Linked DNA regions of Mus musculus: all the other regions are linked to region 1. Evidence: chromatin contacts called from public HiChIP or PLAC-seq and promoter capture Hi-C data. All regions are on one chromosome and are shown on one strand. The core of a region is the stretch at or near the end of the contact, and the rest is flanking DNA. Distances in the headings are between cores, read along the strand shown.

What was found. Promoter capture Hi-C pulls out the DNA fragments that hold promoters and counts their contacts. HiChIP or PLAC-seq counts read pairs in DNA pulled down with a chosen protein or histone mark.
Region 2: a promoter capture Hi-C map of embryonic stem cells shows a contact between it and region 1, with 8 times the contacts expected there. The contact joins the promoter of Wdr11 here to the promoter of Sec23ip in region 1. A contact is called at or near these places in 6 of 39 promoter capture datasets (cranial neural crest, embryonic stem cells, hippocampal neurons and 1 more), 2 of 484 Hi-C or Micro-C datasets (embryonic fibroblasts and reprogramming fibroblasts) and 5 of 115 datasets of contacts at active chromatin or transcription factors (astrocytes, craniofacial prominence, embryonic forebrain and 2 more).
Region 3: a contact with region 1 is called in an H3K27ac HiChIP or PLAC-seq map of microglia, with 4 times the contacts expected there. The contact joins the promoter of Cox6a2 here to the promoter of Sec23ip in region 1. A contact is called at or near these places in 1 of 39 promoter capture datasets (the C10 cell line) and 1 of 115 datasets of contacts at active chromatin or transcription factors (microglia).
Region 4: a promoter capture Hi-C map of pre-B cells shows a contact between it and region 1. The contact joins the promoter of Orai3 here to the promoter of Sec23ip in region 1.

Annotation. Positions count from the first base shown.
Region 1 is chr7:128,742,006-128,749,184 of GRCm38.p6, forward strand. Sec23ip (Sec23 interacting protein) reads left to right here and starts at 2,865. Exons shown (of 19, transcript NM_001029982.2): 1 at 2,865-3,173. The coding sequence starts at 3,017.
Region 2 is chr7:129,586,646-129,593,698 of GRCm38.p6, forward strand. It overlaps Wdr11 (WD repeat domain 11), which reads left to right and starts at 5,218. Exons shown (of 29, transcript NM_172255.3): 1 at 5,218-5,418; 2 at 6,331-6,442. The coding sequence starts at 5,333.
Region 3 is chr7:128,204,267-128,211,470 of GRCm38.p6, forward strand. Cox6a2 (cytochrome c oxidase subunit 6A2) reads right to left here and starts at 2,100. Exons shown (of 3, transcript NM_009943.2): 1 at 1,957-2,100; 2 at 1,634-1,770; 3 at 1,169-1,546. The coding sequence starts at 2,029. The coding sequence ends at 1,463. It overlaps Itgad (integrin, alpha D), which reads left to right. Exons shown (of 31, transcript NM_001029872.3): 30 at 269-379; 31 at 796-1,238. The coding sequence ends at 909.
Region 4 is chr7:127,765,514-127,772,143 of GRCm38.p6, forward strand. Orai3 (ORAI calcium release-activated calcium modulator 3) reads left to right here and starts at 4,302. Exons shown (of 2, transcript NM_198424.3): 1 at 4,302-4,703. The coding sequence starts at 4,476. Fbxl19 (F-box and leucine-rich repeat protein 19) reads left to right here. Exons shown (of 11, transcript NM_172748.2): 10 at 1,932-2,150; 11 at 2,239-3,415. The coding sequence ends at 2,417.

The DNA.
Region 1 (7,179 bases), core at 1,615-4,114:
CAGCCTGGTCTACAGAGTGAGTTCCAGGACAGCCAGGGATACACAGAGAAACCCTGTCTCAAAAACAAACAAACAAACAAACAAACAACAACAACAAAAACAAAAACAAAAAAACAAACCAACCAACCACCAAACAAAAGGATCGAAAGCTCTTCCAGGTAACTAGCTTCTGTGTTTTCTGGTAGAAAGGGGTGGGAGGATGCCTTGAAACCCTCCTGCCTTTGTACAGACAATGGGAGGGCAAGCGGTTTTCTTATACATGGTTCTGCTCAGTTGCTTTCAGTTCAAGATAATCTTTATGCCAAAGTGGCATGATTTGGAGTGACTCGGGATGAAAGAGGGAACTAGGACTTGGCATTTCAATATGACTTTGTGTCTGACTTTTGTGAGTTGAGAAAACTAACGTGGCTAAGACACTGTAGTTGTCTGAATGAGAATGGCCCTCATAGGCTCAAAGGTTTGAATACTTGATCCCCAGTTGGTAGAACTGTTCAGGAGGGATTAGAAGGTGTGGTCCTGTTGGAGGAGATGTGCCATGGAGGCAGACTTAGCTTCAGAAACCTCCCGCCACTCAGTGTGCACTCTGCCTTCTGTTCTCAGATGATGATGTGAGGTCTCAGCTGTTCCTGTCACCATGCCTTTGCCCTGACATCGGAGACTCTGACCCTATAAAGTCATAAACCCAATTAAAATCTTTATAAGTTTTCTTAGTCATAGTATTTTATCACAACGATAGAAAAGTAACCATGACAGATGATATCACCACTGCATTCATCCATTCTTTCAGTAGAGAGAGTAGCCATGTTCTTGGAACCGAATGAGGGAAATTTCATATTTTAACTCTGTGCCTCATAATAAACAAATTAAAGCTATGTGTTAAGATATCTGGCTTTAGAGAGGCTATCATCTATCTATCTATCTATTATCTATCTATCTATCTATCTATCTATCTATCTATCTATCTATCTATCATCTATGCATTTAGCCTTAGTTTCCTTGGAACTCACTATGTAGCCCAGGCTGAGCTACATCTCCAGTGCCTATCGATGGATCCTTAATTGGGAAGAGTGCAGTCAAGAAGGGACCTGATTAGAAGAAGTTCACTCAGCCAGGGCAGTGGTGGCACACGCCTTTAATCTCAGCACTTGGGAGGCAGAGGCAGGCAGATTTCTGAGTTTCAGGACAGCCAGGGCTACACAGAGAAACCTTGTCTTGAAAAAACAGACAAAAAACAAGAAGAAGAAGAAGAAGGAGGAGGAGGAGGAGGAGGAGGAGGAGGAGGAGGAGGAGGAGGAGGAGGAGGAGGAGGAGGAGGAGGTGGTGGTCACTCAGTCACTCAGGGCATGCCCTTAAAAGGTATATCTCATTCTGGGCCCTCTTCTGTCCCTTTTCTCATCTTAATTGTTATTTTAGTTTTTTTTCCCCTTCCTGTTATGGTTTAAAATAAAAAAAAATCATATGTTGAAGTTAATTATGCAAAGTGATGGTTTTGGAATTTAGGCCTTTCTCTCTCTCTCTCTCTCTTCTCTCTCTCTCTCTCTTTTTATTCGAGACAGGGTTTCTCTGAATAACCCTGGCTGTCCTGGAACTCACTTTGTAGACCATGCTGGCCTTGATCTCAGAAATCCGCCTGCCTCTGCCTTCCAAGTGCTGGAATTAAAGGTGTGCAACACCACAGCAGGGCTGGTCCTCTGGGATCCCTGCACTCATAAAGAGGTTTGAAGCCCTAGTTCTCAAGTTTCAACTTTAGTTTTTCTTCCTCAGGGAAGCTTTTTCTTCCTTAAGTTTTTCGCTAATGATCTGATGGAGAGAGATACATGCTCGCTCTTCCTAGAATGTTTAGATCTCTGTCCCCAGATGATGTCAGTGTTCCAGGAAACACACTTAAGGAAAGCCTGCCATTTATATTATTTTGTGTTTAGTTGATTGTTTTGCCAGATTGTAAACCCAAAAAGGAAGGATTTCAGGTCTGTTTCATATATCACTCTCTGGTATATGGTTCTCAGCCTTGCTTCTTTATGATAAAGAGAATTTTCTTGACCAACTTCTAGTCTAGCATGGCTTTTAGCAGTTTGAGGCCATGTTATCTATGACTCACCAGAAGTTTCCCCATTACTAAGCTCTGTACTTCTTGGCCCCGTTGAAATGCTTGTCGAGGTAAACTCAACACTGCCAGAATTTAATGTTTTTATTCCAGCCAAAACCTGGTAGTAGGCAGATAGGTCCCCAAACCCTAAATTACAGCAGTAACTCTAGAATGTTGCAATTATACATCTTTTCTCTGCCCCTTTGAAACATAAATCGTCTACCACTTGGAACTGCCTTACCAAAGGCACTTTTTGTTGATGCACACATTCAAGGAGATAGTAGCCTGGAGTGGTGGCACACTCCTTTTAAGCTCTTGGGAAGAAGAGGCAGACAGACCTCTTGAGAATTCCAGGCAACATCATGAAAACGTAACTGAAAAAAAAAAAGGAACCCAGCCGATAATAATTCTTACTTCCAATTCTTATGACCGCCTGTCATAAAGATATAAGAATTGCAGTGTGTGGTGGTATTAATCTCAGAAATGGAAGAGCTGAGGCAGGAGGATAAAAAGTCAGTCTGGGCAGCATAGAGAGATCCTGCCTCGCAAGCAAGCAAATAAACCAACCAACCAAAAACAGATACTCCATGAGAAACTCAGGGCGTCCAGGACATCTCAGAATCTGCGACTTCGAGCGTCAATTAACGCTAGGATTCATCGGCCACACCTCTCTATTCTATGCTGTGATTCCAGAGGCTGACCCAGTCTCGCGAGACCGAGGCTGTCACGTGATAGGCTTGGGTCTGAAGCCGATTCCACCTTATTGATTTTGGGCGGCGTCAAATTCCGGAAGAAAACCGATCCCGGAGTCGCTGGCCTGTGGCACCTGTGCGCAAGTGCGGAAGTGCGGTGGCATCCTCGCTAACCGGTTTCCGGTCTGTGTGCAGCACCGGGCTCGCAGAGCCACGTAACGGCCGGGGGTCTGCAGCCATGGCGGATAGGAAGGCTAACGGCGGCGGAGCGTCCGCCTCCTCGTCAGGCACTAACTTACTCTTCTCCTCCTCGGCCACGGAGTTCAGCTTCAACGTGCCCTTCATCCCCGTCACGCAGGCCGCCGCCTCCCCGGCTTCCCTGCTCTTACCCGGAGGTAGTGAGCCGAGGGCGCTTGGGGGCCAGTGTCTGTCCCGGGAGGCGGGTGGGACAGGAGTGTCGCCTGCTCTGAGTCGCTTGCCAGGGTCAGCAGTGACCAGCTTTCAGAGGGCCAGGGACTGGAGGATCCTGGAGGAGGGGCTCCGGTGATGAGGCTTGGAACTCCTGTCATTGCGCAACTGTTTGTTGAACACCCACTGGTGTGCTGGTGCTGGCAGAAAACGCAGCTAAATTAGACAGTTACCCTTTGCTAGAATCCGAAAGCTGCTCTCTTACTGGGAAACACCGGTGATAGGGTAGGACATCACCTAGGAGACAGTAAGTTTCTCCAGAGGAGACAATGCCTCTCTTGTAGAGGACTATACACTCTCTCCTAGTAAAAGCCCCCCCGTTACACTTTTGATTAAGCTCTGTGTATATCTGGGAAGGCTGATTTCTCTCTCTCTCTCTCTCTCTCTCTCTCTCTCTCTCTCTCTCTCTCTCTCTCGTTTGTCTCTGTCTCTCTTTCTCGTCTGTCTCTCTCTGGTGGTTTGGAGCACAGACTGTGTTCAGACCCGGCACTGCCATTAACTTGCTGTGTGGCCTCAGTCATGACATTTTACCTGTCTGCTTAGATTTCATGTTTTCAGCTCCTATCCCTGGGTTTGAGAGCAAGGTCTCTCTGTGTAGTACTGACTGTCCTAGAACTCACTGTGTAGATCAGGCTGGCCTCAAACTTAAAGGATCCACCTGCCTCTGCCTCTCTGCCTCTGAGTGCTGGGATTAAAGGCATTCGTCACTATACCCTGTCTCATTTTTGTAGAGTTCTATATCTAGTGTCCCACACGTATTGTTGTGTAAATACTTGTGAGCTAAGTACTCTGCCCCTCCATGTGGACTGTGAACTTCTTACCTCTTTTCATTTTCAGGGTCCTGTTTTTTAGTGCCTAGCACACAGGTGCTTGTTAGGTGCTGAGCTTTCCCCACCAAATAATTCCTCCTTGGAGGACTAAGGGGAGTTTCCCGCAGAAGGGAAGAAAGACAACTGAAAGCATGTGTATCTGCAGTGTCTCCTTTCTGTCATGTTTCTTCTCGGTGCTCGTAACTGTCTGACAGGTACATATGCCCGCTTACCCTACCAGGCCAGGGTGTAAGCTTTGTCAAAGCAGGGGCTGGCCCGATGCCTGGAATGCAGACTACAGAATTTCTAGTGGGAGTTTGCTGAGCGACTGGGGGGATGGATCCACGAGTGCCCCTGCCTCATGGAAGCGGTGTGACTGAAAGGTTCAGTGATGCTTTCTTTGGTGAAGAATTGTGGCTGGACCAGAGTACTGTGGAAGGGTCCAGGAATCAGTAAGGTCGTGCCTTGGGTTTTTCAGATTGTTCTCGGCCTCCAGAGTGGTGTTTGATGCACGCTCGTTTTCCTTGATGTATGATATTTAATTTGTGTGTTATTGTCGGTGCTTGACATTTCTATTCTCTTCTTCATTTTCTTGTTAATTTTCTGTTCATTACTGTTTTTCTGCCTGTGTGTCTATGTGGGGGTGTGGGACCCCCTGGAACTGGAAGTTACAGACAGTTGTGAGCCGCCATGTGGGTGCTGGGAATTGAATCCAGGTCCTCTGGAAGAGCAGCCAGTGGTCTTAACCATTGAGCCATCTCTCCAGCTCAACATTTCTGTTTTCAGCTTTAAGATAAGTATATCAGTCTTTAAGGTTTATTCATTTATTAATTACTTTTTGAGACATGGTGTCATTTTGTAGCCCAGGGTAACCCAGAACTTGTGGCAGACCTCTTGTCTTAGTCCCCAGGTGCTGAGACTACAGGCATAAGCCACCACTCCCAGCTTTATATTTTAAAAGCTTCTTAAAAGTTTATTTTTACTATTTTAAAAAATGTGTACTTGGGTATGTCTATCTTTGTGTCCATATACATGAATGTAGTTGCTCTCAGAGGCCAGAGACTTTGACCGTGCCTGGAGCTGGAGTTACAGGTGGGTGTGAGCACCTGAGTCCAGTGCTGGGAGACAAATTAGGGCCATCTTTAAGAGCCATGCTCTGTAAGAGCAGCACAAGCTCGCAATGACTGAGATAACTCTCCAACCCCATCTTGAAAACTCTTTGTTTCTTAGATTTAAACTTATTTTTTGTGAGAGCACAAAAGGTTTTAGAACTACCATTCTGTAACAAGCCTGTCTGTCTGTCTGTCTGTCTTCCTTCCTTCCTTCCTTCCTTTCTTCCTTTCTTCCTTTCTTATCAGGATCTCTCTGTTATGTAGTAGCTCTGGCTGTCCTGGAACTCTTTGTGTAAACCAGGCTGATCTTGAACTTAGAGTGATCCACCTTCCTCTGCCTCCTGAGTGTATAACAAGCATTCTCTACACTTAAAGATGGCTTGATTAGAGATCTCTTGAGAGCATTTCTGGAGCCAGAGGAGACTCCATCTCCTTGAAAGCAGCAGTTAATCACATCTGTGGAGGAGACACACAGGAAGCAGAGACGAACTGAGCAGCTTGTGTTTGTCAGGCCCTGTTGCAGATGTCAAGGTAGCATGGAACAGACAGTTCTGCCCTCTCCCTCAGACCAGTGTATACATACACACAAACACTGGTTATTGTAGTACAGGTTAAAAACAGCTGGAGATGGATGGGTCGGCCACTGTGGCCGCTGTGAGTCTCAGCTGGTGGAGTAGAGGGACGATGTCCCTGAAAGGCCTCAGAATCTCAAAGAGAATGATCAAAGAGAGTGGAGTTTGAAGGATCGATAGAGGAACAGTCTGCAGGCTTGGCAGGAGTTGGCAGTGTTCCGTATGGGACCTCTTTCCTCTCCTCTGCATCCTGTCCTTCCACCCTCCACTTGTCTCCAAAAAAGATGCCTAGTGTGTATGCAGAATATTAGCCTAGGTGTCTGTGGGCCTCATACTGTCCTAGAAGGTTTGGACTTCATTGGACTCCGGGGAGCCTTTGAAGGGTGTTTGTTGCTGAGGGTCTCACTATGCAGCTCTGGCCTAGAGGTGTGGATTTAGGAAGTGCTCCTAGGGTAAAGCCTGCAGTGTGTTGAGGTCAGTATCTTATGATCGGTGCTAGTTTGAGAAATGCTTCTTGGACTAAGTCAGTCTGTTCTCTTACTGGGTGAGTGATTCCACAGAAGGCTCTTGATTGTTGGGGATGAACACAGTCCTGTGAGGCTCACAGGACTGGAGAGTGATGGAGTCGGAGTATGTTTTGGAAAAGCAGAAGGCTGAAGCTGAGGGAGGGCCTGGGCAGGAAGGCATTTTGTCTTCAGTATTGAAGAGACTGCTGATAAGACTCTTTCTTTTTCCACATTTAATTAAAAAAAAAAATTCTGGATATGGTGGTGCACAGCTTTGTTTGATCCTAGCATTTAGGAAGAGGCAGGTGGACCTCTTGAGTTCAAAGCCATCCTGGTCTACAGAGTGAGTTCCAGGACAGCCAGGGCTACATAGTGAAGCTCTGTCTTGAAAAATAATTTTTTTTAAGATTGGCTTTTATTGTTCTGCCTGCCTCAGTCTGGAGAGGCTGCGACTGTAGGCATGTCTTCTGAATAGTTTGCATAGTTCAGAAAGACAGCCTTAGATACCATATTCTGATTGGAATTGTGTTTTGGGCATTATGGCCAAACCTGTGGAGTGGCATCCCTTCACTAATTTGGTATGTGAAGTATAACTGGGACAGCCTGGAAGCTGTGAAGGAGGATCACTGTGAGGTCACAGAGAGGCAGAGCTTTGGCAGTTCTCCAAGGGCAGGGACCACAGTGTGCCTGTTGTGCTGGGAGTGGCCCCACACAGCGGATGGACTGTAAGCCCTGCAGCAGTTGCAGATAAGCTTGACCAGAACAAGGCAAGGAAAGATTACAAGGGGGAGCTGGGAAGAGTGGGGTGAAGGTCTAGTTCATGGGAAAGCGATGCCTTGGGCATTACTTGACGTGGCACTGTTGAAGCAGAGAACATAGTAGTGAGGATGATGCTGGCCAAGGGGAAGTGAGGAGAAATGAGCCTAGAAAAATG
Region 2 (7,053 bases), core at 3,968-6,467, 850 kb after region 1:
ACAAAACAAAAACATAAACAAACAAACTGAAAAAAAAACCCAAACAAACCATAATGGAGATTTAAGCTTGATTCTCATGGAGAATTAATTTTCATAACTACCATGTTCTTCTACAAATGCGAAATGTTAATTTCTGTTTTTATTTTCTAATGTTTATTGAAACCCTCTGCATTAATGAAACAAACACAAGGAACTTGGCACATGGCAAATTCAGGTATTTGTCCATTGATTCATCTGGCTGGAAACGCCTGGGCAATTCACTTTACCTCAAAAGAGCAGCTTAAACAGTCAGAGACAAATTCTCAGTAATTGGTATACTTGGCAGTCTCCTGCCCCTGAGTTGTGAGCCAGACACATGAGTCTAGTGGAGAACCAGGGAGTCACCCAGATGTCCAGCTAAGTGGTAGCAGCAAGGAACTTGGGAAGACACAGAGGGGGCTGGAGTATCAGGTCCCCAAAAGGCTCCAAGATGTTGGGAGTAGATTCTGTGAGAGACACACACTATGGGAAGGCCCCATGTGAGTGCAGGCAGAAGGTACAGAGTTAGAGAGAGGATGGATAATGTCTACCGGGCCTGGCACCTGACTCTACTCCAGGCTGGAAACTGCCCAGACCTCCAGAAAGCCCCACTTCTCTTTATTTTCTGTAATTGGTACCTATCCCACTGACAGGCATGTTATCACACGGAACACTGAAATGCAGTGGTAGCCTGACCCTGCATCTGTGAAAGCCCTGCATATTCCCATTAAAGCATTATTATCTCTGTAATACAAAAGATAGAGGAAGAACAATGAAGGAAGATTAGGAATGATTATATCAAATTCCTACGGTGAGAGAGCAAGAAATGATTAATAGTCCCCTGATTTCATAAAAATATTGTATGTGTATTTCTCAAGATACAAGACTCTTAAAAAACAACCTTGGGCCAGGCAGTGGTGGCACATGTCTTTAATCCCAGCACTTGGAAGGCAGAGGCAGGCAGATTGCCAAGTTCGAGGCTAGCCTGGTCTACAGAGTGAGTTCCAGGACAGCCGGGTCTACACAGAGAAACCCCATCTCAAAACAAAACAAAACAAAACAAAACAAAACAAAACAAAAACAAAACAAAACAAACCCCACAACCTTGGGTGTTTATTCATTTGTGTGATTTCTATAGTTTCATACAATGAACATTTACTTATTCTAAATTTAACTGTAAAACAAAGCACACACACAGACACAGATATATACACATGCATGTGTGTGGCCATGAAAGGTAGCCTATTTTGGTTGAATGAGGCTTATTCCAGTGACCCAGTAGGAAACTCTACAAGGGATGGAATAGTGAGCCACATTCCCAGAGACAGGTGCCTGACACCACAGAGCCCCCAACTCCATAATTCTGTGACTATAAGTCATGCACACAAGCTTCTGGCATTTTGGCTAGACTCCACTCCCACAGTTATCTGACTATAGTCAAGTATGCTCCTCCCCATAGTTACCTGGCAACAGCAAGGTAGCCCAGCCCACTCTAAAAGGGGCTGCTTGATCTCTCCTCACTTGCTTTAAGCTCTCACCTTTCTTACTCTAATCTCTAGCCCTCCTTCTCTCTCCCTCCCCCTCCCCACGTGGCCATGGCCTGCCTCTCTCCCTCTTTCCATCTTCTCTCTTTCCCCCTGCCTTTCTACAATAAAGCTCTAAAACCATAGACTGTCTCTGCTCATCAAGGCCTGCCATGCTTGAACGATGGGACAGGTTTTCCCCTAACGAGCCGTGTCTAACCTCTCGACAGAAGACTCCTGTGCTCCAGCCATGGACCTGACCAAGGACTCTCACCCTCATGGGAACCACCCAGCACCCTCTCTCTCCCTGCCTTCTCCTCCTTTCGGCTCCAGGACTGACTGAGCCGCCCCTGGGGCCCCCATTTTGTTCTCAGCTCTTCCATGGTGTCCAGCAGTGTCTGGGATGCCCGAGACTGAGAACCTGTTATCTCTGGCCTCTATGAGGTCCAGAGACCTAGGACTTCCCCTTGTCCACCCCCAATGGGCTGGGTCCGTAGCTTCCCACAGTTGGACACACACACGTGGAAAGCGTGCAGCAATCCTCTGTGTCTGCCTGCCCAGAGCACCAGAACTCTGGCAGGACTCGGGTTTTCTCCCACTCCCTTTATTCCTCCACACCCACTGCCCCACATGCATGCATGCACACATGCACACGTGAACACACATGCACATATATGTATGCACGCATACATGCATATACCTACTTGAGCTATATAATTCCTTATATTTTAAAAGGTTGTTTGTATAGGTCAGGGCAGCCTAAGTCCATGCTCCTGTCCAACACTGGCCAGGAAAACTCTTCCTCTGGTCTGTTCGAAATGGATTGAATAAAGACAACCTTCATTTGACAAGTACTTAGAAGGAGGTTTTGTCAAGAGGACTGACATAAACTAGAGGCCAGCCTTGAGCTACATAGTGAGTTGTGGGCCACTCTGCTGCTACACAGTGAGTTCTGGGCCAGCCTGGGGGAAGAGGAAAATGAGAAAAAGAAAGAGAAAGGGATACAGAGTGAGGGAGGGGGAGGGGAAAAGAAAAGGAAGAGGAGGGGAAGGGGGAAAAGGAAGGGGAAGAGACAGATAAGGAAGGGAAAGGGAAGAGGGAGGGGAAGAGGAGAAGGGAGGAGAGGGGAGAGGAAGGAGAAGAGGGAAAGAGTGAGGGAGAGAGGGAGAGATGCATAGATAGATAGATAGATAGATAGATAGATAGATAGATAGATAGGTAGATAGATAGATAGATAGATAGATAGATAGATAGATAGATAGATACATGGTAGACAGAGAGATGATATCCCTTGTAGGCCAATAATTCTTTCAATATTGCCCCTGTATTCATTGAAATGATCTGATAGCCCTCATTTTAAAGCTGGCTGTCATGGTGTTTGTGTCTTGGAGGCTCACAAGCCAAATTGGACTCTATTTTCACCCAAATCCTTATCAATTCTTCTCTTGCAAGCCATGCCTTCAAAAAGAAAGGTCTTTATCTGCTAAAATGATATCTTAGAGGAAGCAATGCAGTCACTGAAAACAGCAGGCCTTGTTTTATGCCTATCAGTAAATAAACAAGGAATTATAGGAAGCTAAGTGTTACGTTAAGGCTTTGTAAATGTTTGGTCTAATTTAATCCTTTTCTCTGCCACAATAACAGGGGGAAGGAGTTTGTATTAGTGCAGGTTCTATCTCTCTGACAGAACACTATGATCAAGGCAACTTAGGAAAGACAAAGTTTATCTAGACTTACAGTTCTGGAGGGATAAGCATCAATCAAGGCAGGGAATTATGGCAACAGGCAAGATGGAGGAACACATGAGAACTACATTTCAAACCACAAGCAGAAAGCAGAGAAAACAAACTTGAGATGGTCTATCTAAGCCTTTAAACTCTCAAAATCTGTCCCCAGTGACACACTTCCTCCATCCAGGCCAGACCTCCTGAACCTACGAAACAACCGACAACTGAAAAATCAAATGCTCTAATGCTCAGGATGGTGAGGGACGTCTCACTGAAGCCAGCACAGAGGCTGAAAGGAGTTAAAGATGCTTCTCAGAGTCACAATGAGTGACCTAAAGCCCTCAGTAACACCGACCTTCCATGAGCCCCTTGAAGATGCAGGAGAAGAGGGACATTCATGTAGATTTTTACATATGCAAGCACTGAGCAGGACTATCAGCAGGGTTCCAAGAGTCATCATGCTATGCAGTTTCAGTAACTAAAAATACAGATGAAATCTACATATATAGTAAAGAATATCAAAAGAACAACTTACCAACATTTGTTTCATTTCATCATTTTTTAAGATTTCCTTTCATTTCAACTATGTGTTTATGTGAGGGTATGTTCTTGTGTAGGAGCAGGAGCACTAGAGTCTAGAAGGGTGTGAACCCTGGGAGTTGGAATTACAGGTGGTTGTGAGCTGTCTCACTCTGGTGCTGGAGAACACACTTAAGTCCTCTTAACTGCAGCCTTTGACTTTGCTGGGAATATTTGCGTAGCCAATTGACTCAAGGTTCATGTTGACATTTATGGAACGACAGTGGTTTTTTTATATACATCTTATATGTTTTAATATAAATCTTATATATAAATATTGTAATATAATCTATATATAAACATAGTATGTATTTATATTATGTATGTATATTTTATAATACTACATATTATAATATATAATTTCTATAATGTATTGTGCTATATATCATATAATATACATATCATAAAATATATTTCTATATTATATGTTTATTCAACACATACTTTTGTATATTTTAATAAACATTATATATGTATATATATATGAAAAGGAACTTCAATTTATAATAAACGAAGAATACTTATAACTCAGAAGTGAAAAGACAAAGTGAGCTAAAATATCCCAATAGGGTATTTTTAAAAATAATTACAAATGGCTAAATTGCTGCTAAAAGACACTCAACATCTTTACTCACTGAGTCTTCCTCACCTCACTTGTGTGTTGGCCAGATTTCCAAATCTGAAACAAGCACCCGAGATACTCAGTCTCTAAAGGACAATATCTCGGAGCTTCTAGTCCATGCCTGGTTTGCCCCATTGTTCTTGAACCTATACCATGGTGACGATGCACAGCAAGATGGCAAAACCTTTCACTTCATGGGCCACAAAAAATAAGGAGGAAAAGACCAGGGTCCAACAATTCCCTTCAACAGCACCTCCCACCCCAACCTGGGCGCTTCTCCTAGTGATCTAAAAACCTCCCAATGGGCCCTTCTTCCTAAAGTAGGGAAAATCACGTTTTTTAATACATGGTCCTTTGGGAGCGAGTTATGCAAACCCTATTAGCCAGGATAGTTATCACATAATAAAAAGAGAACAAACATTAGTGAGCATTAGTGAGTAGACAGTCACTGTGTCTTCTCATGCAGGACCCTTCTACAACAAACAGTGGCTGGCAATGGTAGTTGCCCTAAATTAACATATCAAAGGCAGAAAAGCAAACTGGGAGTTTTATTGTTTTGTTTTCACGATTTCCAGCAATCTTTCTCCCAAAAGGAAGAAAGCAGATGCGACTGGTAGCAGAACCCCTCTTCCATGCTTAGCTCCAACCCACACTCCATGGGATTCACTTGAGTTTCGGAACTTTGGAGAGGGAGGAACCTAGAAGTCCTAGTTCCTGGAGAGACGACGGACTATTGGAAGGAGGAACCTGGGATTTCACGGAACCCAACTGCTGGCGCGGACGCGACTACCCGGACTTTGGAACGGAAGAGCTGCTCGTGTCGCTTCCTGCCTGCCGGTGGGGAGGGCCGGGGTGCCGCCGCGATGTTACCCTACACCGTAAACTTCAAGGTGTCAGCGCGCACCCTCACCGGGGCTCTCAACGCGCACAACAAGGCGGCGGTGGACTGGTGAGGGCAGTGCTTCCGGCCTCGGCCGCAGTTCGCGAGGGGACGGGGAAGAACACTGGGCTTCCGGTTTTCCTCGCCTAGACCGCGGCCAGCGTCCCACAGCTCGCAGATTTGCTTTTAGTTGAGACATTTGTGTTGTCCTATAAGTCGCAAATGCCTGGAGCCGGCAGGTCCTCGGTGCAGACAGTTTCAGTCCTGGGTTCTTTCTCCGCATCTCATTCCTTTACTGTCCCCATTTCCTCTTCCCCAGCCTGCACCCGGGAGGGCTTCTCTCCTTGTCTCCTTTTCTCTTCCTGGTCCTGACTCTTTCTTACTCTTTCAGACTCCTCTTTTTCACTTAGATGCATTCAACAATGCCCCAAACTGTGTCCTGTCACTTACCTACTCCCACTTTTATCTTTACTGGTTCCCGTGAAGCACGGCCTCCACAGCCAGTTCTCTTTCCACAGTGAAATAACACCCAGGTTCTGAGAACTAACCATGTGAGGCAAATCCTATTACTGTTGTGCTAGGAATGTTGCTGCGGAGGCTGAGACCTCTCATGTACTTTTTTATCTGATTGAAAGGACTAAGACTAGTCACTCATCCTAGGGGCATTGTGGATTCTATGTTGTTATAAAAAATAAATGTTATTAAATGCTGAATAAGACAGCATGTGTTCATACAAAACCAGCCCAGATTGGTTTTGCACATCAGAGCTCTTTGTAGATATCTTTTAGAACTGTTGATCTGAGTGAAAATGAGTCTCAATAAATATTTGTAAACTTAGCTGGGGGTGTTTTGTAAATGGAACAATATCACAAGCCTTTCACTTTAAGAAGTACTACTAATAATGGCACATGTGAACTAGATTTGTTTATGATAGGCAAAGTTGAGTCGCTTTGTTTTATATTTTAACACTTGTTTCGCCAGGGGCTGGCAAGGTTTAATTGCATATGGATGCCATTCACTGGTGGTAGTGATCGATTCCAATACTGCCCAAACTCTACAAGTTCTAGAAAAACATAAAGCTGATATTGTTAAGGTAAGTTAAGTCACACATCAGCCCCATAACCTCAAGTTTAATACGTCATCAGGTTCTCATTAAGTCATAGATATAAATACAATTATCTAGGGTTGCCTAGCATTTACATACCCATGACTTAATGTCAATCCAGAATACATTGTTAAGTGCTAGTTCTGGGGCACTTTGAAAAGGTGAGTGGAAATACCAGTTCTGTCATTTACCATAGCACCCCCTCATCCATTAGTTTTGAACACTGACTACCATGTGCTAAGAAAATATAAAGTGTAACTGTCTTTGTGGGTGTGAGTCACACTGTGGTTTTGATTTGTGATTTCATGGCGAATATAATCTGTGATTTCATGAACATCTTTTCATAGACTTGCTGGTTATTTGTGTGTCTTTGTAAAAGCCCTGTGACCGTTTGTATATGCTCGGCCCAGGGAGTGGCACTATTAGAAGGTGTGGCCCTGTTGGAGTAGGTGTGTCACTGTGGATGTGGGCTTTAAGACCCTCATTCTAGCTGCTTGGAAGTCAGTGTTTTACTAGCAGCTTTCAAATGAAAATGTAGAACTCTCATCTCCTCCTGCACCATGCCTGCCTGGACTCTGCCATGCTCCAGCCTTGATGAT
Region 3 (7,204 bases), core at 850-3,349, 540 kb before region 1:
GTATATATGAGTGCGCATATGTACATGTGTATATGACTGTGTGTGTGCATGTGTGCGCACATGCATGCACATGTGTGTGTTTGTGTGTATTGTGTGCCTGTGTGCATGAGTGTTTGTGTGCACATGTGTGTATATGAGTGCGCATATGTGCATATGTATATGACTGTGTGTGTGCGTGTGTGTGTGTTTGTGTGTACTGTGTGCCTGTGTGTATGAGTGTTTGTGTGCATGTGTGAGAAGAATGAGCATTCACTGATTTTCAAATCAGGTGTCAACGATGCTAGAAGAATACGTGGTCTATGAGCCCGTCTTCCTCATGGTGTTCAGCTCAGTGGGAGGTCTGCTGTTACTGGCTCTCATCACTGTGGCGCTGTACAAGGTAAATTGTTTTCACATCATTTTCCTAACACTACTAGTGTTCACTACCAGTTCTGTCGTGCACACCATACGACAGTAAGAACACAGATCGTAGTTGTAGGGCAGGCTTGGCCACATATTCTGTTCCTATCACATTTGCTTGGTCTTTTTCCATCTCTCCTTTTTGAAATAACAATGAAAGTTATATCACAGAATGGCTAAACTGAAGCAGACATGCCATATGTACAAATCTGCCCGACAATGAGCCTGTGGCTTCCTCCCACAACTAAGAGTGTAACGACTGCTTGGCACATGGCCTTTCTCTGTACGTGAGGGCCATTCACATGGCTGCCCTGACACACAGCTGGAAGTTATTTTAGTTCTCTCATCTTCAACTTCCCTCTTACCCAGTTTTTCTGACTTTACTACATTTTATAGCTTGGCTTCTTCAAACGTCAGTATAAAGAGATGCTGGATCTACCATCTGCAGATCCTGACCCAGCCGGCCAGGCAGATTCCAACCATGAGACTCCTCCACATCTCACGTCCTAGGAATCTACTTTCCTGTATATCTCCACAATTACGAGATTGGTTTTGCTTTTGCCTATGAATCTACTGGCATGGGAACAAGTTCTCTTCAGCTCTGGGCTAGCCTGGGAAACTTCCCAGAAATGATGCCCTACCTCCTGAGCTGGGAGATTTTTATGGTTTGCCCATGTGTCAGATTTCAGTGCTGATCCACTTTTTTTGCAAGAGCAGGAATGGGGTCAGCATAAATTTACATATGGATAAGAACTAACACAAGACTGAGTAATATGCTCAATATTCAATGTATTGCTTGTATAAATTTTTAAAAAATAAAATGAAAATGCAGGTGGAAACATCACATTTTCCTTATATAAAAAAAAATAACTGGAACCCAGATACCAACTGCCCAAGAGCCTGCCCAGCCCCTTCCACCATGCTGTTCCCAAAGAGCCAGAGGACACAAAACTTCCACACCTTTATTGAGCTTGGAACTGTCCACTGGAACCTCAGGGGCTCTCAGAGCCGGTGTGCAGAAGGCCAATTTGAAGATTGCTGGCAGAGCGTGTCTGCTGAGACATCAAGGGTGCTCATAACCGGTGGGCAAAGGATTGACGTGGGGATTGTGGAAAAGCGTGTGGTTGCCGTCCCCCCAGGCGAAGGGCTGCAGAGAGAAGGCAGACAGGTCACCCACCACAGTCCCTCCCCGCAATCCCCCTGCATGCTCTCACTCGCTCATCCTCTGGCGTACCTTGGTTCGGATGCGGAGGTGGTGATACGGGATGAACTCTGGGCGCTCGTGGTGGCCAGCGTGCATCCAGCAGTTAAGGGAGCAGAGGGCTACGCCGGGAAGAGCCAGCACAAAGGTCAGGAGGCGCCAGGTGTTGGCTGGAGGAGCAAAGGTGGGGTGTGAGTAGATTCATAGGCAAAAACTATCCCTGGGCCTAGAGGTCTGAAAGATCAGTGCCTGGTAGATCAGGAGAGAGGAGCCAGGAGACAGAAGGAGGGGGAAGCCGGGCAAAGAGAACAGATCGGCTAGGCTACTAAATCAGAGTCAGGCCTGGCCCCACTTACCTCCTGCCCCTCCATGGTCTCCTTTGGCTGCGCTGGCCATGCTCCGGCTCAGGACCTTTAGAGGCAGAGCCATTGTCAAAGGGAGGCTAGGAATGGCACTGTCCTTCTCTGTCTCCTTCACCCAGTCGAGAGGCTCTCCTCCCCTCTCAGAGCCAATCACCTGTTGAGCCCGCACATGGATGGCTATTTTTAGGGGCTTTCTCTATCTAAAGTGGGTCTTGACTGGCAGGAGATCCTCTTCAGGCAGCTGATGCAATGTGCCTTTTATTTTGGCAAGAGAAGATTTAAAGTGATACAAACTTGAAATATGTAAGCTGGAGGATCAGAGTTCAAGGCCACTGTTATCAACTTAATGAGTTTGATCACAGCTTGAACTACCTAAGATCTTGTCTTTAAAACAAATTTTACAGTGGGGTGGGGTGGGGGTGGGAGTGTAGCTCAGTTGGTAGACTGCCTGCAGTGTCTGCCTACCAAGTACCCATAATGTCCTGAGTTCTTTCCCTATTCCTACACAATCTCAGTGTGGTGCACTTATTTATAATGCCAGCCAGCACTTGGGACATGGAGGCAGAAGGGTCAGGAGTTCAAGGCCATCTTGGACTACGTACCAAGGTCAAAGCTATCCTGGGCTACACTGGACTGTCTATCTAAAGATTTATTTGTTTTATATATGTGAGTATACAGTAGCTCTACAGATGGTTGTGAGCCTTCATGTGGTTGTTGTGGATTGAATTTTTAGGACCTTTGCTCGCTCTGGTCAACTCCGATCACTAAGTCCCTGCTTGCTCCAGCCCAAAGCTTCATTTATTATTATACATAAGTACACTGTAGCTGACTTCTAGCACCAGAAGAGGGCATCAGATCTCATTACGGGTGGTTGTGAGCCACCATGTGGTTGCTGAGATTTGAACTCAGGACCTTTGGAAGAGCAGTCAGTGCTCTTAACCACTGAGCCATCTTGCCAGCCCTGGACTGTCTATCTAAATAAATATGTACTAAAGCTATCCTGGGCAACTCTGGACTGTCTATCTAAATAAATATGCACCATTTTTTCACAGTGGCACGGAATGACTTCATTTAATATTCTGTTCTCAATAGCTAGCACAGAGTAGACAAGTAATATGCTTAAAACTAGTTAGGTGCCCATTTAAAAAATTATCTGGGAATTGAATCCCAGGGCTGTGTGCATGCTAATTAAATGTTCCCCCACTGAGCTCAGGCTCGGTTGTTGCTGTGTTTCACTTGGTATTGGTGTGTGCTCATATGTGACACGGATGTGGCGCTCAGAGGACAACTTTATGATGCATACTCTCCTGGGAGCCGAGAGCAGGCCACCAGGCTTGTATAGTGAGCACCTTTGCCCACTGATACATCTAGCCAACCCAAGAAGCTTAAAGGCAAAGGGGGAGAGAAGATTGTAAGAGCCGGAGCTCTGTAGCCCAAGCTATATTCTCAGCCACAGGACTTTCTGTTCTTTCTCTCTGTGATAGGCTCTCACGATGTAGGCTAGGCTGGAATTGAACTCATGACCCTTCTGCATTCGTTCCATAAGTGCTATGGTCTAGGTGTGGATTGTACTGTACTCAGGTTTACAGTCTAACAGGATGCCTCTAGCTCTGAGCAAAGTTTGATGTATCTAATCCACTTATAAAAGGAAAGTAATAAGGGCTCTACACCTATACCTCTCATTTACTTTAAACTTGGGCTAGTAAGATGGCTCAGTAGGTAAGGGTGCTTGCTGGTAAGCCTGACAAACTGTGTTTGATCCCTAAGACCCACAAGGTAAAAGATATTCATGCTTCCAGGCCCCACAAGTAAATAAATGTCATAGAAATGGAATAGTTCCATCTACCCAGGTTCCTCTTTCTGTAATGAATTCTTCCCATAGTCATTTTTGTCCTGTTGGATTTTGGGACTGCTGTGGAAATGTGACTTTAAAATTTCCTGTCACCCCACCTCCATACACAGTTTCCTCTAATCTCCTCCCTATTTAGTTCCATTATGGCTACTGAAGAAAACAGTAAGAGGAACATTTGTACTTACAGAGGCTCTAGGTCTCCCTTTCCTCCTAAGTAGCCTCTCAGAGGTTTGCTGAGAATTCCCATCCTTGCCTTCTCTGCTCTTTGCAGCCACTCAGTGAATGCTGCAAAGGTCACTACTGTCCTCTACCGCCATCGTGTGGTACACTTGAGCACCTACATGGAGGTTTTTACTTAACCAATTTTCTACAGGTTTCTGTGTTATGATGTTGATTTTTGTGCTGCTGGGGACGGAACCCAGAGGCTAGGTACACAAGGCAAACTCGCACTCCCAGCTGCTGTTTTCTTTCTTTTTCTTTTGTTTGGCTTTCACTGAGTACCCCTGCCTGGCTTGGATTGTAAGTCCTCCTTGGTGCTGTTTTTCCAGGTGCATACCACCACATTTAGCAGGGTTTTGTCATAACTGTTTCCTTGTGAGAACTGTAGCATCTGCATCTGTAACATCTGTAGCAATTGTAGCATCCTTGCACCATGCATAAGTTAGATTCCAATTACTGGAAGGGTTTTTTTTTTCTTCTTCTTCTTCAGGCGGAGAAAAAACAAACTCACCTGTACCTGTCTTTGCTACTTTGTGGGTTCTTCTCTGCTCCCCTCTTTTATCCCCTGGTTTTAACTCCAACACTGGGTAAAAGAGAAACAAGGTTAGAAGGGAGAGAAGAATTAGGGAAATCTCTGAATCTAATGTCCTCCCTTTTGTTTCTTCTTTAACCACAGCTACTAACAACCCCTCCACCCCCCCCCACCCCCAAGTGACCAACACTCCCAGCCTGCCTCTGGGGCCCTCACATTTATGTATCCTCCGAAAAGTTCCCAGGATTCCAAAAGGTTACAATGGTAGAAAATATCTGCAGCTGGCAAAACCGTGCCTCTGCCAGAGCATGAGGCAAATCATAGTCAGCTGCTGCGGACTGTCGGAAGCAGCCTCACACCCCTACGCCTGGGAATAAAACAAATCACAGTCATGTAATTTTTCTGTGTTTTAAAAAAGAAATCAAAATTTCAGAATTCTTTTTTTTTTTAATTTTAAAACGGAGTTTATTTAGCCCCAATTAAGTCTAGTTTTATAAATTCCATCTGACTCCTCCACAGGAGAAAACTCATTGTTGTTTATTATTGTTGTTGTTGTTGTTATCATTACACACTAAGCCTGTCTGGGTGGCTATGTGTGAACTATCTGGGTGAGTCATAGGGTCTCCAGGAAGGTTGTCAGAGTTCTATGATTTCTTCTAAAAAGCGAAAAGGATTTATGTGATATAACTAAGTACCAGGAAGAGGTTATTTTTAAGCAGTTATCAGAAAATAAAGTGAAAGATGTGAAATGGGAAAAAAGATCTTTGAAGAGAAGTACTTGAGTAATCCAAGAAGCACAAATCAAAAGAGAAAAGGTTTCTTTTTCTTTGTCCTCACATCTTTAGCAGCAACCAGTTTTAACCAGTCAGGGATAGCCAGTGAGTATTAGGGGCATTATAACAGCTTGTGATTAAAGCAATTTAAAAAAGAGTATCCCAGATAGAGTCTCCCGGGCAGTCTTTTAGCTGCTGAACAGGTCACCAACACCCAGGCATTGCATGCACTGGGATTTCCCAGCATGAATCTTCCTCCCAGTTCCTTTTTTACCCTGGAGACAATTGCAATGACCAAGACAGGGAACATAGGAGCAATCTGTCTGTAACTTACAGACAGCCTCAGAGCCACCCTGGCTGTTGCTCCATTTTTCTACCCGTTCAGTCCAAGCAGCCAGGCCTGCCCTTCTTCCTTGGACTTTGCCTGACCTCGTCACCTCTCCAGAGTCCAACAGACACTTGTGTAGAACAAACCCCCAGGCTCTAGACTGGCTATTGACAAGAAGTCTTGCACTGAACTACAGTTGCAAATTCCTAGAGTCTATGGCACCATCCATTACAAAACACCATTAATGTAGAAATAGCTTCGAGAAGAGCAAACACCACAGGGAAAGATGGACCTGCTTTGATCATTATTCATCCTTATCTTATGGTTAGTAACTCTCTTATCCTCTCAGTTTCAGTAACATAATTGAATCTTTAGGGTAAATGTTTTTCTAAATAACTTTTGTCTGAATTATTTCTGGCTGGTAGTAACTATGTAACATCACACTGGCTGCTTTCTGAGGTAGGACTTTTGATGTTTGTGATGTCTTCCATACTGTTAGAGATGCCCAGTAATATAAATTTTGAGTTGCATAAGATATTCTTGTTTGAATTTTTCTTTCTTTCTTTCTTTCTAATCTGATTTTTTTTATTTCCTCCGTTTCTGTTGTTATGTCTCCCTTTTCATTTCTGATTTTGTTAATTTGGATACTGTCTCTATGCCCTCCAGTTAGTCTGGCTAAGGGTTTATCTATCCTGTTGATTTTCCCAAAGAACCAGCTCCTGGTTTTGTTGATTCTTTGTATAGTTCTTTTTGTTTCTACTTGGTTGATTCAGCCCAGAGATTGATTATTTCCTGCCATCTACTCCTCTTGGGTGTATTTGCTTCTTTTCGTTCTAAAGCTTTCAGCTGTGCTGTCAAGCTGCTAGTGTAAGCTTTCTCCAGTTTCTTTTTGGAGGCACTCAAGAGTTATGAGTTTTCCTCTTAGCACTGCTTTCATTGTGTCCCATAAGTTTGGGTATGTTGTAGCTTCATTTTCTTTAAACTCTAAAAAGTCCTTAATTTCTTCCTTGACCAAGTTATCATTGAGTAGAGTGTTGTTCAGCTTCCACATGTATGTGGGTTTTCTATTCTTTATGCTGTTATTGAAGACCAACATTAGTCCATGGTGACCTGATAGGATGCATGGGATTATTTCAATCTTCTGTATCTGTTGAGGCCTGTTTTGTGGCCAATTATATGGTCAATTTTGGAGGAGGTACTGTGAGGTGCTTAGAGGAAGAAAGTATATTCTTTTGTTTTAGAATAAAATGTTCTATAGAGATCTGTTAAATCCATTTGCTTCATAACTTCTGTTAGTTTCACTGTGTCTCTGTTTAGTTTCTGTTTCCATGATCTGTCCATTGATGAGAGTGGGGTGTTGAAGTCTCCCACTATTATTGTGTGAGGTGCAATGTGTGCTTTGAGCTTTAGTAAAGTTTCTTTAATGAATGTGGGTGCCCTTGCATTTGGAGCATAAATGTTCAGAATTGAGAGTTCATCTTGGTAAATTTTACCTCTAATGAGAATAAAGTATCCTTATCTTTTTTGATAACTTTAGG
Region 4 (6,630 bases), core at 3,052-5,551, 980 kb before region 1:
GCTCTGGGGTCCTGGCTCTGCTATTTTGTAATCATGTGCTCTGGGACAGGTGTTCTCATCTGTAAGCAGAAGTGATTAAATAGAAATGTGGCTTCCTTCTTACATTTTTTTTTAAATTTTAAATTATATGTATATGTTTGTGTAGGGGGTATGTTCACATGAGTGCAGGTGCTTACATAGGCCAGGGGTGTCAGAATGCATACTGGGTCCTGGGAATTGAACTCAGGTCTTCTGGAAGAGTGGTATATGTGGTTAACTACTGAGCCTCAAGGCTTGGCTTCTTCAAGTGGAGTTAAAGGCTCAGCAGTATTATCACAAGAGAATTTGGAAGGAAAGTAAATCTAAGATCTTGGGCCTTGTGCAGTTCTGGGCTTGCTGCAATTCTGGGGTGGGGCCAGCAGTCCACCTCAGGGACTTAGGCCAGTAGTGTGGGGGTAGGAGGACTCTGAACTCTTTCCCCCGGAGATAGGGGAGGAGGCTGCCTCTGGACTCACTCTGCAGTGGCTAGCAGTCTCTTGAGTGTAGGTCATCCCAGTAGGGTTTTGTGGACAGAGCCACTTGTGGAATGTAGCCTCAGTGAAGCTGAGACAACGGTGGGACTCAGAGAGATGAATGCTGTATCAGGGAGTTAGCCAGGCCTTGGTTTCTATTGCTGTGATGAAACATGAAGTCCCCAGAGGCCCTCGGGGAGCAAAGGATTAACTTCATCTTACAGCTTAGAGTTCAGTATGGAGTCAGGGCAGGACCTCGGGCAGGACGGGGAGCAGAGCAGAGGCCATGGAGGTTCACATCTTACTGGCTTGCACGGCTTGCACTCAGTGGCTTGCTCGGCCTGCATGTTTATACTACTCAGGTCTACCTGCCCAGGGTGGCACTGCCCATAGGGTGGCACTGCCCATAATGAGCTGGGCCATCTCATGTCATGAATTGAACATGATATGAACATAAAAAATATATATATGCCCTCACAGACTAGCCTGCAGGTTAATCTGGTGGAGAACTTTTTTTGTTGTTGTTTTTTGTTTTTTGAGACAGGGTTTCTCTGTATAGCCCTGGCTGTCCTGGAACTCACTCTGTAGACCAGGCTGGCCTCGAACTCAGAAATCCGCCTGCCTCTGCCTTCCAAGTGCTGGGATTAAAGGTGTGAGTCACCACTGCCCGACAGTGGAGAACATTCTTAAGTTGACATTTTCTTTGCAGATGAAGACACACTAGCTTGTGTCAAGTTGACAAAAGAACAAAACAAAAAGCCTAACCTGCACACACCACCAGAAAAGGTCAGGTAGAGAAGAGATACTATTTCATTTGTGTTTGAGAATGCTTTTCTTGATACCAGAAAGTAGATCGGGCATTAGCACTCAGGAGGTAGAGGTGGGAGAATTGTTGCTAATTTGAGGCCAAGTAGGTCTACACAGGCAATTCAGTCCAGGCAGAGTTACATAGCAAGGGTGTGGGGAGGGTGCCTGCAGTCAGACCGGGTTCTGGTGCAGAACGAATGAAAGGAGTTCAAGCAAGCCTGTTGTTGAGCCTCTGTAGTCACGGGAGGGTGGAGGGTGCTGTTTATTGGATAATGGGTAAAGACACCGAGCATCCTACTAGGGACAGAGCATTGAGCAAAAGTTCCTGCTTGCTTGGAACTGCCGTTTCTATGGAGGGAGGAAAGGGTCAAAAAGCAAAAATGTATACAGTGTATCAGATCCCTGAGATGGGGGCTTAGGACTGAGGAATGTTGAGACTTGAGAGCTCTCCCGGAAGGTTTCCCTGAGGGGATAGGAGCAGGTCAGCTGAGATGCCACGTGTTGCTGTGAAGAGCCAGTCATGTGGAGCAGCAGCAGTTGAGGAGACTCCCTTGTTGGGAGCAGGTGTAGGGCAGATAATGAAGACCACGAGGACAGGCTGGGAGGAGCGCTAATACTACTTTATCTGCCTAGGGCAAACTGAGAGTCGAGGCCGACTGCAGGGGGTGGCAGAACTTCGCCTAGCTGGTCTGGAGCTCACAGATGCCTCCCTGAGGCTCCTGTTGCGCCACGCTCCCCAGCTCAGTGCCCTGGACCTGAGTCACTGCGCCCACGTTGGGGACCCCAGTGTCCACCTCCTCACGGCTCCTACTTCCCCTCTTCGAGAAACACTGGTGCACCTCAATCTCGCTGGTAAGTGCGATCCCCCGTGTGAAGTCCCTGTCTACCGTGTGCTACCTCCTTAGCTGTCTAATCTCAACTGCTGCTGCCCCTTACGCAGGGTGCCACCGCCTCACGGACCACTGCCTTCCACTGTTCCGTCGATGCCCACGTCTTCGCCGCCTGGACCTACGCTCCTGCCGCCAGCTCTCACCTGAAGCTTGTGCCCGGTTGGCGGCTGCTGGGCCCCCTGGCCCCTTTCGCTGCCCAGAAGAGAAACTGCTTCTCAAGGACAGCTAGTTGGGTGCCGATGCCCCCTTCCCTTCCCTTCCCCAGGACTCAGCCAGAGAACCTGGACCTCTTGCCTTCATTTCACCCCCTGTTGGGAGGCCAGGTTATTTTCTTCATGACTTGGCACTCCTCAGTTTAATGACTTGGGATTCCTGCCCAGGGACTTGAGCCAGCCTTCCCTCTCTCCCACCTGCACTGATATCTCTGGGGGTCTTTGCTTCCCATCTCTCCCTTTCACCTGCTTCATTGTCCATCCCCTCTGGGGAGTGGGTCAAGAGGTACTGGGGAGGTGCTGAGCCAAAGGGATGGTGGGAGGGAGGGGCGGTGAAGGTGCAAGTCTGGAGTAGGGAAAATGAGGTGACATGGTATCTTGTACACAGGATACTGGGGGCTGGGGGAGGCGATGGATGGGTGTGGGGAGGGCAGAAATCAGACCAACAAGGGTTCAGGGAACAAAGACCAGTTGGGTGGGATGGGGGGCCAAAAAGGGAAAACAGAGGAGCAATTGGGGATCCGAGTGTCAAGACAGGGGGCGCTACAAGCCAGGTAATGCCAGGACTGGGGGCTGGGAGAGGAGCAGATGTGGGGATAGTACCCTCTGCGTAGGGTTGCCTCTCTCCCCTTCCCTCTACCCAGATTTCAGTTTTCCCCGACCTTGACTCCTTGAACGTCACTGAAAATGGCAGCTATTGCAAGGAGTAGGGGCCGCGGGTCTACCTGCTGTTAAGCTCGGTGGCCCAGGGGAGTGGTGAGGGGTAGCCCAGACCCCTGCCTGGCTCTCTACACAATACTTGAACATTCATCTGTACTGAAGTGTTACTTGAACCGGGGGAATCTCGGACTTGGGGGAGTGTGATGTGAGGGGACCAGCTTGACCGAGACTGGGCTATGGGTACCCAGTTTGGACTGTCCCACCCCTAGCTCTCTTGCATTACTGTCTTGAACAGCTCCACCCTTCACTTGAGTTGGGGTGGGGAAATGTCAGCTTAAAGATGGGCAAGATGGGACTCCTCCAGTTTGGCTCTTCCCATTCTTTCATCGTCATGGAAACTCGTGTCCCATTTGCCCAGGGAACTGCCACTCCTGGTTGCCATGGAAATAGCAGCCAATGGACACCTCCGGAAATCAGTGCTAAGACTGGAAACGGTCCCTCTTAGTTGCTGTGGGAACTTAGTAACAGACTCTTGGCACCTCCCCTCTTCCCACCCCTTTCCTTCTTCCAGTGTGGGGGTGGGGTCTCAAGAGCCTGAGGGAGGAGTCAGGTCTAGGTCCCACTCAACTTAGGCCAGGGGGAACTGGATTGTACTACATGGGGGTGGGGGGAGGGGAATCTATCCACATACCTCAGGTAACAGGAAGGTGCGCGGGTTGGGGGCGGGGGCTGGGCGGACCAAAGGCAGGAGGGGGGGCCTGGGGTTGGAGAAAGGCTTGACGGTGGGGCCGCTTGCGGGAGGGGAGGAGGCACCCCGGCGAGGGACAAGTGGGGCACCCAGCCGGGCTGGACCCCTAACCCCACAAGTCTGTACAATAAGGTTTGCTATAAAACTCAGAATCTAGCCGGGGCCGCTGACTTTTTGTGTCTGTCTGCGGTGTCGAGTCTGAGTGGTGGGTAGGGATGGTGGAAGGGGCTCCTTTGGTCTCTGGGAGGAAAATGGGCTTAATTTTCCTGAGATGACTGCTCAAAGAGGAGTGTGGAAGTCTGGACACCTGTGAATGTCCAGGTACATACACTGGGTGGTCTGAGGCCAGCAAAGTCCCAGCAAAAGCTGAGGCTGAGCATTCACGTCGTGGCCTGGGTTAGAGGGTCCCTTGAGATCTCTGCCCGTGGGCAGACTGCAGGGGTTCGTCTCACGGCTCCACCCAATCATGTGGTCACCGGGCTCCGCCCCTGCCCCAGTTCCTGTTTCGGCCCCTGGGCCTTCTAGACGCGTCCGTAACTGTTCCCGCTGGGTCTGCCTTGCCACCCAGGATGGGGTCCCACCCGCGCTTGGGCCGTCCCTTCTTGGGGATACAAGGCGCCTCGGCCCCTCCTTGACCATCTGCGCTTGTGGTGTAACTGCTCTCAGGATGAAGGGCGGCGAGGGGGACACGGGCGAACAGGCCCCGCTGAACCCGGAGGTGGACAGCCCCGCGGGCTCAGCCACGTACCGGGAGTTCGTGCACCGCGGCTACCTGGACCTTATGGGGGCCAGTCAGCACTCTCTGCGGGCGCTCAGCTGGCGCCGCCTCTACCTCAGCCGGGCTAAGCTCAAAGCCTCCAGCCGCACATCTGCTCTGCTGTCGGGCTTCGCCATGGTGAGGGGTGGGAGGGGGTACACGGGGTGGGTAAAGCACGTGGTGGGAGAAGTCAAGAAAATGGGTCCCCAGTACTGGACTGAATAAAAGGGTTTCTTTAGGATAAAAGAAGGAGCTAAGTCCCAAGGGACTGGAAAAACCCTTTATGTCGGGCACAGCTCTAGGAATATAAACAGACTGAAGATCGGTCCCAGAAATGCCGTGGAAGAAGGGAGTAAAGAGGTCAGCAGATGCAGACTGGTGGGGGGAAAGTCTGAAGTGGCTTAGTTACCAAGTCCTCGAGAGTTGAAAGGCAGTCAAAGCTGAATGAGAGCCTATATCAACCAGATCGGGGAAGGGGGATAGTGTATGTGAGAGTCATTTGACTGAAGGGCCCACCTCTCAGAAGGCACAGAGAATTGCCGGGAAAACTAAGAAACCATGAGGAAGCTGCTGGGGAAGGAAGCTGATCAGGGAGCTAGCAGATAAGTCTGATAAACTGCAGGTGTGGGAGGATAATGTCAGCTAACGGTCCCAGCAGTGGCCCCGGGAAGTGGAACTGAAGATTCCAGAGTGTGGCCTGCAGATGTGTCCTGGTTCCTCCCTACTTAGGGCCAGCTGTGCGGCCCCAAGTCGACATCCACTCCAGTTGCCATCTTTAGGAAGTTGTGACATCATAGAAGGTGCTGTCTCTGTGGTCTGCCAAGCTTTTGTCCAGGAGGATGTGGGATTCTTATGGAGACCCCCTAGAACTAGGTGTGTTAGAACAAGCTCCGCTTAGCAAAGGAGGCTCTTCTAGAACAGTGTGCTATCTAGACTACATGGAAGCTGCTGTTTAGACAAGGATGCTCCGCAGGGTATGGGTGTGGAGTGAAGCTCTGCTAGTTTCAGTTTTCTTCACACTTGGGGGGAGGGCACCCTTCATAATGTACCCTTGTGTAAATAGGCCTTGGAGGGAGCTAAGGTGAGGGCATATAAAAGTAACTTAGGTCAATACCTCCCTTTTTTCTGCAACCTCAATATCAGGACGAAAGAATCTGTAATCTTAAAGGTTGCTCTTGCTCTGTTGCTTGTAAGGGGCCCAGATTTCCCCCAAACAGCCCCATAGTTCCTGAGGACATTTGACTGAAAGGAATCAGCACCACAGAAAGAAGGGCACAGCAGCTTGTGTTTGAACCACGTGGCTCCGCCTGCTTCTAAAGGAACAGTACAGTGTGCAGCAGAAGTTGCAGAGCAGATCGTTGTGGTGTCAGTGTGAGAGGGCTTTCTCTGAGGAGCAGTAGGCTGAATGTGTAGGTTCTAGGACCGCCCCCAGTCCTGACAAAGAACCCTGGGTTGGACCCTGGGAGACACCAGAATTAAGCCTGGCCCAGATCCCTGTTTGTGAACACACCTGCCTACTATCTGCGGTGGCCCAATTCCCCAAAATACTCAGTTTTATTTTTGTAAGTACCACTGTATCCCTGCACCACAGTAATCTCGGGATCTGTAAGAAATGGGCCGGGCGTGGTGGCGCACGCCTCTAATCCCAGCACTCAGGAGGCAGAGGCAGGCGGGTTTCTGAGTTCGAGGCCAGCCTGGTCTACAGAGTGAGTTCCAGGACAGCCAGGGCTACACAGAGAAACCCTGTCTCCAAAAACCAACAAACAGAAATGGGAGATATCTTCCTAAACCCAGGTGGCCTGAAGTTAAAACATACAAATCATATTCACAGGCTGTGAATCTAGCCTAGTTCTAGTTGGTAGAGTATTTGCCTACCATTCAGGAAATCCTAGGTTCAATTTCCATTTAAACAACAACAAACATGGTATAGCGTATAGCACACCTATAATCCCAGCACTTGAGGTAATAAAAAAGAACAAACAAGGTTGTTCTTGGCTATACAGAGAGTCAAGGCTAGCCTGGGCTTCATGAAGTCCTATCTCAACAAACATTCAATGTTCAGTAC